3 separate regions of the Mus musculus genome follow, and regions 2 and 3 are each linked to region 1. Evidence: chromatin contacts called from public promoter capture Hi-C data. All regions are on one chromosome and are shown on one strand. Each heading gives the region's core, a stretch centred on a gene start, on an enhancer-like site or on the middle of the called end of the contact. The rest is flanking DNA. Distances are from core to core; before and after follow the strand shown.

Region 1 (3,232 bases), core at 269-2,768:
TATGAGTTCAAGACCAGTATAGTATGATCTACATAGAGGAACATTCTAAGCCAGAAATAGCAACATAGTGAGACACTGTCTCAAGAGGGAGAGGGAGAGGGAGAGGGAGAGGGAGAGGGAGAGGGAGAGGGAGAGGGAGAGGGAGAGGGAGAGGGAGAGGGAGAGGGAGAGGGAGAGGGAGAGAGAGAGGGAGAGGGAGATGGAGATGAGGGGGGAGAAAAGGCAAAGTTGAGATTAAACAGCAACTTTCTAATAATCTATTTTTACTAAATCTCAGTTTCTAAAGAAAACTCTTAATTTGGGTGGTAGAGAGTTGGTTTGGTGGTTAAAAACTGGCTATTCTTCTAGAACCACCCTGTAGTTCAGTTCCTAGCACCCATTCAGCAGCTCACAACTGTCTCTAACTCCAGTTCCAGGAGATCCAATGCCCTATTCTGGCCTTCAATAGCACTGCATGCATGTGGTGGACACACATGCAGGCAAAACACTCATACACATAAAATAGAAATAAAATTTAAAAAGAGGACCTTAATTCTATTTTCATTTAAAATTAAAGACAGGGCTAATGGCAGATTTCACCTAACATATATGAAGCCCTGAGTTCTATCCCCTACACCCCTAGTAAAAACAAGTTAACAATTTTATATGTCCAATAATTTAGCTCTCAGAAAAACATTTTCAGAATTCAAAATATTACCAATGCCTTTGCAAGTTGTTCAAAGTAAATATCACTAGTTCTTCCATGTCTAGCCAGGTGGACATTATACAAAAATCTTAAAATTATAGAGATTTGCAGGTACATTATGGGTTGGGCAGTATACCTTCACACTTTTCTTTTCATCTGACCCTTCGGTCATAAGGTAGGCTTTATCTCCATCGGTCCCCTCGACACTCAGGAAGCAGTTGGTTGTGTGACCAATCCCGCTGGGGAGGACTTTATCCCACAGCATTGCATTGATGACAGAGCTCTTGCCACTACTTGTCCTAAGGAACATGCAAAACAAGGAGTAAACACACGCTTCACTGGGCTCAAAACCAATGTTTTCAGTGTTCAGTTACATAGACAGCACTTTTTAAAACAAGACAACCTCAACCTGTGTGCCATGGAATACACCTGTAATCTGACACTTGGAGGTAAAGACAGGACCACCAGGAATTCAGGTACACAAGACAGAGTAAAATAAAACAACACAAAGAGCCAAAGAAGAATGATGAGCACCGCTAAAGATTACCAATGTACATTTAGAGGACGTAAAGTACCAAGGAAAAACTTTCCCTTAGCTTTTGTTGCTTTCTTTTTGTGGCAATTTGAAAGCAAACATCAAAATTCTGTGGTATTTTTCCTATTACAAGTCTAATGTCTCATCTTCAATCTTGGCTGGATGGTAACTGCTTCACAAGTAACACTGGGTGGCTTCCAAGGCTGAACATAAAAGGCAAGGCAGCTCTTTCCTGTTTACTGGGTCACATGTACTGGGAATCTTGCCACAGAAGAGGTCAACTTCACTGACTGCTGTGCTGATGGGAGGTCTGGCAAGGTGGCCAGATGAGTCTCCAAGTGCTCCAGCCCACCTCACTGTACCAGATATGTGAGTGAAGCTATCAAACAATTCTACCCCTCCAGTGTTGAGTGACCCCAATCTTGAGGAACAAAGACAAGTTGTCTCCACTGTGTCCTGTCTGAACCGACTAAGAATCAGTGTGTAAATGCAATGAATGTGTTTAATTGTCTGGGTTCTGAGCAATTTCTTATGCATGCACAGCGTTCAATACATTTCTGAAACCCAAGGAACATCTCTTGTTCCCCTCAGAAATTTGACTTTCAATCAGTCCACTCAATTCTCAGAAGCTAATTGGAGCCTCTGCTTTGCTAGAAAACAGCATCTTCTCTCAATGGTGCACACTTTCACTTCATGGAAATTGTTCCCAATCTGCCCAGGAAGTAGCAGGAATGATTATAGCTCCCTTACTCACTACAGCAGTGGCTGTTGATGAGAGAACACTGTAACTTAGAAGAATGCTTTTGACCTTTGTTTAAGAGTAACCCTTTGAAGCTGGAAAGATGGCTCAACAGTAATGAGCACTGGCTACTCTTTCAGAGGACCTGGGTTCAGTTCCCAAAACCACAGTCCTAAGGGATCAGACACTGTTGTTTGACCTTAAGAGGCACTGCGTGTATATGATAAACATACATGCAGATAAAATATGGTACACATAAAAAGAAAATGAATTTTAAAAACAACAACCCTTTTTTCCTGAAAGAGTAAGCATCTCCTTGATGACTTTGTGCAGCAGTGGTTCTAAAGCCGAGTTTGGGTCTCTGCCCCCATTAGAATCTGGGAAAGCACCAGTGATGCCAAGGCCTCTGCAAATTATGAACCCAAGAATCTGACTTTAAAGTTACAGGCAAGCAGAAGCAGGCCCCCTCCTGGGCCTGACCAGTACTGAGATCACGGGTATGGACCACCATGTGGGACTCTGTTCAAGCCTTTTCATAAAGCTTTATCTCCAGTCACCAGCCACCCACCTTCTGGGGACTCAAAATTTTTAACTCTCAAATCATTTAATGTCCAGCCCTAACCTACCTAAAATAATCTAAAGGCTGCCCTAACTCACTTAGGCTCATTAGCATAAATTCAGGTATGCTCAAAGGAGCTCATAAATAATAAAGCTATTCCTATCACTCAGGAAATCCTAAGGATTTTAGCAAGCCTGTGATAGAAAAGGACATAAATACCACTTCTGTTCTAGGATCCCAACCATTCCTGGTTTTCCTGACCTGTTCCCACCAACTTATCTCACTCTGTCTTATCCGTATGAACTATCTCATCAACTCCCCAGATCTCAATCCACAATAACTTCTAAACTTCCTAGAATTTACCCAGGTTGCAATCTAAATTATCCAACTTGGCATTTGGGGACTTTATTTGAATGCCTAATAACCATCAACAATACACATCTATATCATGGGAACACAAACATCTGTTCATAAACCTATCATAATGAGTGACATTCAACCAAGTATTTTGTAATTCTTACCTTTCTAATTAATCTCTAGGCTACCCCAATTATTTTTATTTACATGTATGTATGTGTGCCTGCTTATCTGTATGTATAGATACCCTGAAATTGGAGTTAGAGGGAACTGAACCTAGTCCTCTTCAAGAACAGCTAGTGGTCCAAATCACTGAGCCACCTCTCCTGCCCCCTGGTCACTCTCTTATGTTTTACC
Region 2 (3,232 bases), core at 469-2,968, 120 kb after region 1:
TTTCGTATACTAAATGTTTGAAAGGAGAGTAAATTGACAAGTCACCTTCAACATATCTTAGAGACTCACAAAACACACACACACACACACACACACACACACACACACAAGTAAATTGTTTGTACAGGAAGAACCAGGCTTCTCTAATTGAAGCAATATGATTACTTGATGATCAGTGGTTCTGGCAGAACTGACCAGCCACTGACGTGGCACAGCTGGCTTTTTTAACTCCTTTAAGATGAAGAACTGTATGCCTCTAATACCAGTGTTCAGAAGATAGGAAGACCACCAACAATTAGAGGCTAGCCTGGGTTATATAATACCAGGCCAGCCAGACTATCATGGAACAAATGAATAAATAAATAAGATGCTATAAAGTAGGACAAAAGACTAAATAAAATCACATTTCTGAGCCAAAAGATATAAATTTACAAAAACATCAACTCTCCTCAAGATGATTTATACACTGATATAATGCATATACAATAACCAGTAATATTTATAGAATTAAGCATGCTGTCTAGAAGCAGTATGGAGAAGGATCTAGCCAGAGATCTAAGACTGTACCAAAAGTACAGTTCATACAGTACTTCCAGACACTCTGGCAGCTCAAGCTGGAAGATCATATGCAAGCCTGGGCAACACAGCCAGACACTGTCTCCTCCTCCTCTTCCACCCCCACCCCCACCCCCAGCACCACCACAATAAAATGACTGGGGCTGAAGAGATGGCGCAGGGGTTGAGTGAGTACTGCTCCTGAAGAGAACCAGAGTCCAGTCCTCAGCACCCACATCAGGTGGCTCACAACTGCTGTAACTCCAGCTCCAGGGGGATCCAATACCTCTGCTTTCATAAGCACTGGCACTCATGTACACACAGACACATAATTGAAGATAAAATAAATATTAAAACAATGCTTTAAAACAAATAAAAAGATTCAATGTGTCGCTTCAAAGCAAGAGGAAAAGACCACCTAGAACTAGCCAGACCCTAGAGGGATGACAGCAGGGCGCTGGGGGGGGCCTAGGGCGCGGGGGGGGGGGGGGGCCTACGTGGTGCTGTGTGCTTGTAATCCCAAGCTTGGTGGGCCAGTCTGGACTATAGTGTGAGACCGTTTCAAAATATGAAAAATAAATTATATGGGTTTTTTTTTTAAATTTAACTTTACATTAAACTAAAGCCTGCTCTGAATAAATTGTGTAAAAATAAAACCATGTAAACACTGCAAGAAAACATGAGATAATGCTTTTCAATATGCATGAAAAAAGATCTTCCTAAATAAAACTAAAAAAAAAGGAACAAATGTAACAGCATATGGGGATGAAAACTGCTCCGTGAGGAGGGACATACTAAAGGAAAAACAAAATACAAACAAGTAAAAGCTCCTTGCTATGCATAACTGACAAAAGTAGAAACTATAAATAAGAATGAGACACACAGAGTATGGATTGAGAGTTCATAGAAGTAATGCAAATGGCTAATAAAAAAAACCCTCATCTATAGTCATGTACAAATGCAAATTAAATGATACAACATTTCACCTATCAGACTTGCCAAATTAAAAAACTATTAAGAATACCCCAGCCTCGTAGAAACAAACAAAGAAAGGCTCTGGAAAAACAATTATTCTTCCCCAGAGCTCCTAAAGGTAAGACTGGTACAAGGCATAAAGGGAAAGACTCTGTACAACGAAAGGAAACTAGATCAGACAACACATGACCCAGCTTCTAGAGGAGACATGACAAGCAATGAACATCTGACTGGCGGCAACAGGGCAGAAGACTGCTGCAATTAAAACCTGCTGGAAAACAGCCAGACCAGGGATTTTATGCCCAGCAAACTATCACGGTAAAAGGAAAAACAAACAGGGTATTTCTGGACAATGAGGTTCTCAAAGCTTTATTTCCCCTAAACCAATCCCCAAATTTAATCAGAAAATGGCCTCTTCAGAATGGGTATAGAACAAAATGTCACCATTCCTTGTCAGTGTAAAAAGTAAGTATAAGAGGACTAGGAAGGGAAAACTGGGCATAATTAATATAACACAGGAAGCAATGAGGAATATTACCGAGTTGGTATTCTGGGAAATGGCTCAGTGTTAAACTGCCTGCCCTGTAAGCATGAAGAGCAGGTTTTGGCTGCAGGTGGGTGAGGCCTGGGAAAGTGGAGAGGACCTCCAGCACACACCCGCTAGCCATGCTGTCAAGATCTGCACTGGACTGAGACCCTATCTGGGAGGTATAAAACAGGCAGTTTGGGGGTGGTTCCTCACATCAGCTACATGTGCATGCACAAAAACAAAAAACAAAAAAACAAAACAACAACAACAACAACAACAAAAAAAAAAACCAAGGGAGAGAGGGGAGGGGGTGGGGAAGAGGTTGACTAAGCAGGTTAGTAAAAATCACAGGACTCAGCAGGTAAAGCACCTGTCACAGAAACTTGATGACCCGTCCAATCCAGGATCCCAGGTAAAGATAGAAGGAGGACTGACTCCACAAAGCCGGCCTCTGACCACTCTACATATGCATCATGGTGCACCCATACACACAACAATAAACATTTCAAAGATTAAGAGAGAGTACGGGTTGGGTGTAGAGGCACACACTAATCTCAGCACTCAGGAGGGAGAGGCAGATCTATGAACTACATGCTGGAGGCCAGCCTGGTCTACATAACACATTCTAGGCCAGCCGCCAAGACTGAGTAGGAAGACCCTCTCTCCAGAGGGAAAAAACCTACCCAAACCAAACCATAAAAGAAACATTAGGAAACTCAAAACTAGGATCAGGATGCTCACATTAATATCCCTTAAATCCAGTGGCTACTAACAGTGGCCAGCTTGTCTCTCAAACACTTTTATGATTTTATTTTTTGTGAGCATGTCAGTGTGATGTGCATGTGTCCATCTGTGTGCATGTATACTTGTAGGTATGTTAAGCAGGCACATGTGGAAGCCAGAGGTTGGTCGGGGTTGTGCGTCTTCCTCAATCTCTCTTCACCTTATTTTAAGACAGGTCTCTGACTTGACCTGGAGGAGTTCACTAGGTGAAACTCAAGGACCTGCCTGGCTCCACCTTCCCAGCTGCAGGAGTACAGGCGCTCACTTGCATGGCTTTTATATGGGTCCCGGGACACCATCTATCCTCATGCTTGCAAGTGTGTTATGGATGGACTGGGTGTGTCCTTCCGCTTAATCCTGGGGAAGGTGAACAGGCATCTGCTTTTTAAT
Region 3 (3,232 bases), core at 454-2,953, 100 kb after region 1:
CAGTAGAAAAATAACCTGCATTTAATTAGATTTAATGAAAATTTAAAAATATTGAATAGGTTTTCTAAGCTGGGTCTCACAAAAACAAGCAATGGGAAGAATGAAAAAGCAAGCTGTAACTCAACCAGAAATGACCATCTCCCCAGGCTTGGTGGTGCAGGCCTGCAACCTCAGCTCCTTTGGCTGAGGCAGGGGGATTTATTTGCAGGTTCAAGGCTTGCCTGGAACACTTAGCAAGCATGTCTCAAGTAGCAGCAGCCAACAGGTTAGGGATGGGATGGAGTAGTGAGCACTTGCCTGGCACACACGAAGATGGCTTCTGCCACTGTTACTATCATTTGAGGATGCCACAGACATGGCAGATCTTTTAGGTAACGGGTCCTGACTTATTTAAGTGTAAATACAGCCCAGATACTCCTCCTTCTTTCTCTTCACCCAGCATATGCAGTCATGTGAAATTAAATGGCTTAGTCTTTCCATCTTAAATCTTTGTTTGTTTGTTTGTTTTTTTCGAGACAGGGTTTCTCTGTGTAGCCCTGGCTGTCCTGGAACTCACTTTGTAGACCAGGCCTGCCCTTAGACTCAGAAATCCGCCTGCCTCTGCCTCCCGAGTACTGGGATTAAAGGCGTGCGCCACCACGCCCGGCTCTATCTTAAATCTTAATGAATGTGTGCATGTGAGTGCAGGCGCCTGTAGAGGACAGAGGGAACAGATCTCCCTGGAGCTGGAGTTACAGGCAGCAGGGAGTGCCTGATGTGCGTGATAGAAATAAATTCTGTTCCTCCGAAAGAGCAGTATGCATTCTTAACTGAAAGCCATTTCTCTAGTCCCTGTCACTTCCTTTCTGTTGGTAGGGGGCTGGGTTGTTTGTCTAAGTGATACTTTTAGACCACTCTGGGGTTTTGTTTGAGAAAGGGTCTAAGACGGTCCAGCCTGGCCTCGAATTTTCGATATAACAAAGACTAGCCTTGCTTGATGTTCCGATGCTTCTAATTCCACCTGCTGACTGTTGGGGTTATAAGTGGCTTCCATTCTGTTTTTAAAGGTATTCTATTTTTGCATGTGTGCATATGTAACTGCAGAGGCCAAAGAGCATCAAATTCACACAGGTATAGCTGAAGTTACAGATGCCTGTGAACTGCCTGATGTGAATGCTAGGACGTGAACTCTGGGCCTCTTCAAGAGCACCAAGTGTTCTTAATTGCAAATCCACCTCTCTGCCTCATTTGTTTTGGTTTTTGCTTTTTCAGGACAGGGCTTCTTTCTGGGTAGCCTGGATGCCCTGGAACTTACTCTGTAGATCAGGCTAGCCTGTGCCTCCCAAGTGCTGGGACTAAAGGCTGGTGCCACTCTTAGCCCCCAATTTGGTTTTTAAAGTATATTGTTACATAACAAAATATCATCAATTATTTTCCTTGAAGCATGGTGATTAAGCTGTGCCAATTCTTAATATTCTTGAGATGGACTGTTTTAAATATTGAAGGACCTACGACTAACTCTCTGTGTCACCCCACTTCGGATTAAATACTTATAATATTTTAGATGACAGCAGTCTTGGGGACTCATTTGGAAGATGCCATTAAAACCTTTAAAATATGCACGCTTACAGTTGTTGAGATGGCTCATGGGTAAAAGTGCTTGCCATGGAAATCAGATGACCTGAGTTCAATCTCTGGTCTCACAGGGAACCAGTTCCCAGAGCTGTCCTCTGACCACATCTGGACAATGTACCAGTGCTCAAGTCCCCAGCCCCCATACACACATGCCTTCCAAGGCTCCTCTTAAAAACGAGAAAACAGAAGGCAATTTCCTGCTGTTTTTAGGGTTTCTTCCACTCAGTGACACTGAGAAGTCAAGCAGCACAGAAGTCAAGCAGGAGATGCCAAGTGAGAAGGTCCTGGGGAGGGGAGAGACAGCAGCAAGGAAGAGGGCACGGTGCTCTGGCAGAGATCCTCCCTACTCAGGTTCAGTTTCTAGCCCACAGAAGCTCATAACCACATCTAATTCCAGTTCTAGGGATTCCAACTCACTCTTTCTCTGGCCTCCATCGGCACCAGCCATGTACATGTGCACAGACATACATTCAGATGAGAACTCATACACATGAAAAGGCCCAAACATCCTACTCATGTGGCACATGATACCAGCACATAGGAACTAGAGATACTGGTTCCTCACCAAGGGTGTGGTTCTGTTAGGTGCTGGGTAGGTAGTGTCTTAGGTTTTATCGTTGTAAAAAGACACCATGACCATGGCAGTTCTTATTAAGGAAAAGAGGCTGGCTTATAGTTCAGAGGTTTAGTCCATTATTGTCATGATGGGAAGCATGGTGGTATGCCAGTAGACTTGGTGCTGGAGAGGTATCTGAGAGTTCTACATCTAGATCAGCAGGCAGCAGGAACAGAGTGACAAGGGGTCTGGCTTGAGCATTTGAAACCTCAAAGACCATCCCCACTGACACACACACACACTTCCTCCAACAAGGCCACACATACTCTAACAAGGCCACACCTCCCAACTGTGCCACTCCCTATGAGCCATTGGGGATCATTTTCATTCAAACCACCAGAGTAGGTAAGGAAGAATGAGACAGATGTCCTCCTCTGGCCTTCATTAGAGGAAGTTCAGAGTGAAAATAGCATGGTATGTGTGATAATAATTACACTCTGAATTCCAGAGAAGAAGAAAAGCTATGGTGAATAGATTCTATAAACAGTGTGCCCAGCTGACTCAATGGAAGTAGGGAGAGAAGATAGCCTACAGAACATAGTATAGAAACAGAGGAATTAAACAGGGAAAGAAGGAAGGAAGGAAGGAAGGAAGGAAGGAAGGAAGGAAGGAAGGAAGGAAGGAAGGGAGGGAGGGGCATGACACAATCTACAAACCTGCCACCCTCAGTTTCAGGTTCACCAACATCTAACTTATCTATCCATCCTAAGCTCCTGTACTTAGTTTTCCTCTCCACCTTCATCCCTACCCTGATACCACGGGTAGAGACTACTACAACCGCCTAAACGTCCAAGGCAGCATGACCTAGACTAAGATCCCAACCTACTTAGATATCTGTACCACAGCAGTTCTCAAAGATGGACAAATGGTCTTGAGGTACTCCACAGTGACAGCACATCAAAGGTGGCAGCAAGGCAGAGGAATCCTGCAATCATTAGCTTTCTGTAAGCCCTGGGAAACAACAACTGGAAGAGCATGACTAAATATAAGAAAAATAATTTT

What was found. Capture Hi-C pulls out chosen DNA fragments and counts their contacts.
Region 2: a contact with region 1 is called in a promoter capture Hi-C map of liver. The contact joins two enhancer-like sites. A contact is called at or near these places in 19 of 39 promoter capture datasets (the 3T3-L1 cell line, 3T3-L1-derived adipocytes, the C10 cell line and 13 more), 4 of 115 datasets of contacts at active chromatin or transcription factors (CD8 T cells, effector CD8 T cells and embryonic stem cells) and 3 of 9 other capture datasets (adipose tissue, liver and pancreatic islet).
Region 3: a promoter capture Hi-C map of adipose tissue shows a contact between it and region 1. The contact joins two enhancer-like sites. A contact is called at or near these places in 2 of 484 Hi-C or Micro-C datasets (nephron progenitors and pachytene spermatocytes), 3 of 115 datasets of contacts at active chromatin or transcription factors (CD8 T cells, embryonic stem cells and intestinal villus epithelium) and 3 of 9 other capture datasets (adipose tissue, liver and pancreatic islet).

The regions. Positions count from the first base shown.
Region 1 is chr3:32,536,022-32,539,253 of GRCm38.p6, reverse strand. It overlaps Mfn1 (mitofusin 1), which reads right to left. Exons shown (of 18, transcript NM_024200.4): 4 at 822-984. Among named protein-coding and RNA genes, the nearest start is that of Mfn1, 8.2 kb to the right of the region's middle. Within about 2 kb of position 1,518, at least 53 of the 459 cell types and tissues checked have an H3K27ac peak or open chromatin away from gene starts, as enhancers often do. A contact at or near this core is called in adipose tissue and liver, where this site is marked.
Region 2 is chr3:32,413,112-32,416,343 of GRCm38.p6, reverse strand. The region is part of intron 1 of Pik3ca (phosphatidylinositol-4,5-bisphosphate 3-kinase catalytic subunit alpha); the gene reads right to left. Among named protein-coding and RNA genes, the nearest start is that of Pik3ca, 18 kb to the right of the region's middle. Within about 2 kb of position 1,718, at least 31 of the 459 cell types and tissues checked have an H3K27ac peak or open chromatin away from gene starts, as enhancers often do. A contact at or near this core is called in liver, where this site is marked.
Region 3 is chr3:32,432,717-32,435,948 of GRCm38.p6, reverse strand. The region is part of intron 1 of Pik3ca (phosphatidylinositol-4,5-bisphosphate 3-kinase catalytic subunit alpha); the gene reads right to left. Among named protein-coding and RNA genes, the nearest start is that of Pik3ca, 37 kb to the right of the region's middle. Within about 2 kb of position 1,703, at least 5 of the 459 cell types and tissues checked have an H3K27ac peak or open chromatin away from gene starts, as enhancers often do. A contact at or near this core is called in adipose tissue, where this site is marked.